Regions from separate parts of the Ovis aries genome. Here region 1 is linked to region 2. Evidence: chromatin contacts called from public Hi-C data. All regions are on one chromosome and are shown on one strand. Each heading gives the region's core, a stretch centred on a gene start, on an enhancer-like site or on the middle of the called end of the contact. The rest is flanking DNA. Distances are from core to core; before and after follow the strand shown. Region 1 overlaps KIF13A (kinesin family member 13A). Region 2 holds the start of NHLRC1 (NHL repeat containing E3 ubiquitin protein ligase 1).

Region 1 (2,708 bases), core at 123-2,622, 170 kb before region 2:
CCACACTTGTGCACAGCCTGTCCCTCCTGGGAACAGCAGTAATGGCCTCAGAGCTACCAGGCATGTGCACTGGGAGCTGAGGAAGCAAGGGAATTCTCTCTATAGCAGGGCCCTGGTACCAAAGTACAGAGGAAGAGAAACCAGGGGAGTGGGAAAGTGCATACCATACATACGCCAACTCTGCACAGTGACTATGCTCTAGGAAAAGCGAGAACAAACTAAGAGGGCATGACCTTGGGACTTCCTAGTGGTCCAGTGGGTAAGACTATGAACTTCCAGTGCAAGGGACACATGTTCGATCCCTGGTCAGGGAGCTAAGATTTCACATGCCAGGCAGCGTGGCCAAAACACCCCCAGAAACTCAAAAAGGGCACGTGCATGCATGCTTTATCATTTCAGTCGTGTCTAACTCTTGCAACCCCATGGACTGTAACCCAGGAGGCTCCTCTGTCCATGGGGCTCTCCAGGCAAGAATACTGGAGTGGGTTGCCATTTCCTTTTCCAGGGGATCTTCCCAACTCAGGGATCGAACCCGCATCTCCTGAGTCTCCCACACTGCAGGCAGATTCTTTACCACTGAGCCACCGGGAAAGCCCCGAAGAGGGCACAATCTTGTCTCATTCACAATCTGCATGAATCAAGCCAGCTTCACATAGATCAGGGCTGACCAAAGCACTCAGTTTGGAGATCCAGGGTTGGACACAACATAAGCACAGAATATTTCTAAAGTAGTGACCTAGAAGAGCAGTCAGAATTTTAACACCATTTTATCACTTTAAACAGAACCTCCAGTCTTCCTTCTTTCTCCCATCTCTTTTCTCACTGGAGTTAGAGTGAAAAAATAAAATGCATATATTTATGACCTGGAATTCCTGGGCTTGCGCGTTTGGGAGGGTGTTTTTCCACTCCTAACCGAGGCTGACAGCCCTGGCGACTGTGACGAGTCTGGACTTGGCAGGTGGCACGGCTCCCAAGCCAAGCACCTGGATGGGGTGAGAGACGTCAGGCTCCACACACAAACCCGAAGGGGCGAGGGCTGCATCTCGGTAAATCTCTCCCCCAATTAGCACAACTCTCAGAAACGGTCACAGGTAGAGGCCTTAAACCTGGTTGACATTAAATGACCCCAAACTACAGACTTTAGATAGCAGGACTAGGGCTTTCAAGGCTTGACTCGGTGACATGAGATTTAAGTTTTAGTCAGCTACAGAAGGTTGCCCTCGAGGGGCTGGGTAAGAACCAGGACCCCGAGAACCTAGGCCTGGAGCGTAAAGGTCGACGCGGGCCGTTTTCCACAGTGGCCTTTGGGAGCGGCCAGCCCCGCAGTCCGCAGCAGCCCTCCTCACAGCACGGCCTGGGTGACTCACCCGGACAGACGTGCCCAGCCCAGCGACAGCGCTGGGGCCCGTCACGAGCTGGCGGTGAACTTCAGCGCCTTTCTCTGTCGCCTGATAAAGTGGCTGAGTCATGCAGGGAGGAGGGTCAGGCATCGGGGCCCCGGAGGAAAGACCTGTGGGGCCCGCCTCAGCAGAAAACGCATTTTGGAGTTATTTTCAGGAGGGTGCTTTCACATTTAACAGCTGCTGAAAAAGTCACTGTGTTTCATCCCCACCTGCTTGACGGTTTGCCACAGTCTCTGACACAGAGGCAGGTCTGACTCAGTATCTCTTCTGGACTGTGGGGTGCATGGGACTGACAGCACTTGAGGCGAGGGAAGAAGAAAGCCAAACCAAACACAGGCAGTCAGGATTCCAGAGAACTTCCGACAGGAGGGAGAAGGCGAACAGTATTATTCCTGGCTAGATGCCAAGCCAGAACACTTCAACATTTGATTGAATGATTTCCTAAGCACAGCCTCCTGCTGGGATGAGAGAAAAGAGTGGAGGGCCCAGGATTGCAGCAGAATCCACAAAGTCCTCACACGTACTTGTCATGGACCCAGATTCACCTTTACCACTGCATTCAGCTCTCCTACAAGCAGCAGGGCCTCTCTGAACCTCAGTTTCCTCTTCTGTAAAACGGGGCCAATATCAGATTCTACTGATTGGGCATTTTGACAATTAAATGATCTGCTGCAGGTAAAAGAATGAGCGTAGTGCTGGGAACCTAGTGCTCAGGATTCTACTGTCTGTTGTTATTATTATTATCCACCCCATAAACGCACCCAGGTAAGTGAAGCAATGTCTCTGGGTGCCAAGAAATAACTCTAGGGCAGGGTTCCCCAACCTCCAGGATCTAATACCTAATGATCTGAAGTGGAGCTGATGTAACAATAATAGAAATAAAGCACACGATAAATGTAATGTGCTTGAATCATCCCGAACTCCCCGCCCAGTCCATGGAGAAATTGTCTTCCATGAAACCAATCCCTAGGGTCAAAAAGCTTGGGGACCGCAGCCCTAAGGAATGTGTATGCATGCTCAGTTGCTCAGCATGTCTGACTCTTTGCAACTCCATGGACTGTAGCCCACCAGGCTTCTCTGTCCATGGAATTATCCAGGAAGGAATACTGGAGTGGGTTGCCATTTTCTCCTCCAGGGGATCTTCCCTAGCCAGGGATCGAACCCACATCTCCTGCACTGCAGGTGGATTCTTCACCTCTGAGCTACGAGGGAAGCCCCAAGGAATAGATGTGGACAAAGAAAGGAAAGCGGAAGAAGGTAGGGTTGCGTGGGATCAAAAAATCTGGGAGTAGGGATGAGAAAAAA
Region 2 (2,700 bases), core at 15-2,514:
CACCCCCAGTCAACCTTGTAGACTTTTACAGAATGGGCCGCGCTGTCCAGCACAAGAAGAGAACTCTCCTTAGTGAAGGTCAGCGCCACGGGATGCGAAAGACCGTGGGTGACGATGGGCTTCAGCACTGGAAACTCCTCGGGTTTGCCTAGACAGAGGACAGCCGGACTGGAAGTATCGGCAACCACCACGTTGCCCTGATGATCGAAGGCCACGGCGGAGGCGGTGATCTTGGAAGGGAAAAAGAGGCTTAGCCCAAAGGAGTCCACCTGGCCGATGAGCTGCATGCTCGCGCTGAACACCTTCACGGTAGTGCTGCTGCAGGTGCCGGGCCCCAGCGGGTGCTCGACGACCGCGATGGCCCCGGTGAGCCAGGACACCGCCACCCCCCGCGGGCGACGCAGGTGAGCCTGCAACCTTTCGGTCCTCCGGAGGACCCCTTCGGGAAAGTCGACTTCCAGGAGGTGCAGGGACCCCGCCTCCGCGTCCGTGACCAAGACCCCATTCTGCGGGGTGGTCTCCACACCCCACGGCAAGCAGAAGTGGCCTCCCAAGACGAGTTTGATCTGGCCGAAAAAGTCAAATACTTTGAGGGAGCGGTCGCCGGCGTCGGTGACGACCACGTGGCAGTCGCTGGTGACCGTGACGTCAACCGGGTACCGAAGGTCCTGGGCGGCGTCCCCCTTCTCTCCAAACTGATGCGCGCAGCCTCCCCCGGAGTCGAAGACCTTGACTCGCCTCTTACCGTCGTGCACCACCACGACCCGCCCCGTCTTGGGACACAGAGCCAGCCCGGTGGGGTTGACCAGGGTCCCCCAGCCGCCGAAGGCGTGCTGGCAGGTGAGGACCCCCGCGGCGGCGGGCGCGGCGCGCGGGGCGGCCGGGCCCGGCCGCAGCGCGGAGCCCAGGAGCTCCAGGAAGTGGAGCACCGGCAGGCAGTCGCTGGTGTCGCAGCCCCGGCAGGCCCGCCGGCAGAAGGGGCACTCGAGGGCCAGCGTCCGCGGGTGCGCCAGGGCGGCCACGCAGGCCAGGCAGACCACGTGGCCGCAGGACAGGTTGCGTGGGCGCCGCTGCTGGCGGTGGCCGAACCGCTCGAAGCACACCTTGCACTCAAGCAGGCTGGTCTCCGCCTCGCGCAGCAGCTCCCGCAGCGCCGGCCCGCTCCCAGCGGCCTCGGCCCCCATCGCGCGGCCCCCGCCCCGCACGCCCGGCCGCGCCGTCTGCCTGCAGAGCAGGACGCCGCGCCGGCGCGGCCTGGGGTCACGGCCACGGGGCGGGGCCGCTGGGCCTGACGTCCACTTTGTCCGGCCGCTCGGCCGAGACCTGCCGCCCCCTTGTGGGCGCGCGCGGCACTGTATCCGGAGAGGCGGACAGTGGATTTTAACAAGTTCTAATCCACAGAGTAGACTGCGTGCTGCAGTCCATGGGGTCGCAAAGAGTCGGACACAACTGACCGACTGAACTCAACTGAACTGATCCACAGAATACTCATTGGAAGGACTGATGCTGAAGCTGAAACTCCAATACTTTGGCCACCTGATGCGAAGAACCGACTCATTGGAAAAGATCCTGATGCTGGGAAAGATGGAAGGCGGGAAGAAAGGGGGACAACAGAGGATGAGATGGTTGGATGGCATCACTGACTCAATGGACATGAGTTTGAGTAGGCTCTGGGAGTTGGTGATGGACAGGGAAGCCTGGCGTGCTGCAGTCCATGGGGTTGCAAAGAGTCGGACACGACTGAGCAACTGAACTGAAACTGATCCACAGCCTAGACAGCGTTATTAAAAAGCAGAGACATTCCTTTGCCAACAAAGGTCCATATAGTCAAAGCTATGGCTTTTCCAGTAGTGATGTATGGATAGATGTGAGAGTTGGGCTATAAAGAAGGCTGAGCACCAAAGAATTGATGTTTTTGAACTGTGGTGTTGGAGAAGACTCTTGAGAGTCCCTTGGACTGCAAGGAGATCCAACCAGCCCATCCTAAAGGAAATCAGTCCTGAATATTCGTTGGAAGGACTGATGCTGAAGCTCCAATACTTTGGCCACCTAATGTGAAGAGATGACTCATTGGAAAAGACCCTGATGCTAGGAAAGATGAAGGCGGGAGGAGAAGGGGACGACAGAGGATGAGACGGTTGGATGGCATCACCGACTCAATGGACATGAGTTTGAGTAGGCTCTGGGAGTTGGTGATGGACGGGGAGCCTGGCGTGCAGCAGTCCATGGGGTTGCAGAGAGTTGAACGGGACTGAGTGACTGAACAACAATCCACAGCACATGGTCAGATCTGTAATCTTCACACCAATCATGGATGGAGCATCTTCCCTTTACACTTGAGGACACCTATTGAGGACAAGCAGGCTGCCCCCTGGAACCCAGCAAAGTGCCCTCTGATTTCCTGTCAGCAGCACTGGGTGCTAGGGGCTCGGGCTGGCCAGGTGTGAAACCTAGTCTCAGAGCTCATGACGCTTATGAACTATCGGGAAAACACAGATGCACGAGGGAAATTAAAACCCAAGTGGATGAAGCAGGTGCGCACATTTTCTTTTGGACCTTCTATCATTCTCATAGTAAGTAGTTGTTGTTGTTTAGTCACTAAGTCATGTCCGACTCTTTTGCAATCCCATCGACTGTAGCCTGCCAGGCTCCTGTCCGTGGGTTTACTTAGGCAAGAATATTGGATGGGCTGCCATTTCC

Evidence for each region. A called contact is a pair of places that touch in the nucleus more often than the background predicts.
Region 1: a Hi-C map of liver shows a contact between it and region 2, with 5 times the contacts expected there. The contact joins the enhancer-like site here to the promoter of NHLRC1 in region 2. A contact is called at or near these places in 7 of 16 Hi-C or Micro-C datasets (blood, hypothalamus, liver and 2 more).

What each region holds. Positions count from the first base shown.
Region 1 is chr20:38,895,920-38,898,627 of ARS-UI_Ramb_v3.0, reverse strand. All of the region lies in intron 4 of KIF13A (kinesin family member 13A), which reads right to left. Among named protein-coding and RNA genes, the nearest start is that of KIF13A, 100 kb to the right of the region's middle. Within about 2 kb of position 1,372, at least 30 of the 54 cell types and tissues checked have an H3K27ac peak or open chromatin away from gene starts, as enhancers often do. A contact at or near this core is called in hypothalamus and liver, where this site is marked.
Region 2 is chr20:38,722,645-38,725,344 of ARS-UI_Ramb_v3.0, reverse strand. NHLRC1 (NHL repeat containing E3 ubiquitin protein ligase 1) reads right to left here and starts at 1,264. Exons shown (of 1, transcript XM_027958731.3): 1 at 1-1,264. The coding sequence starts at 1,184.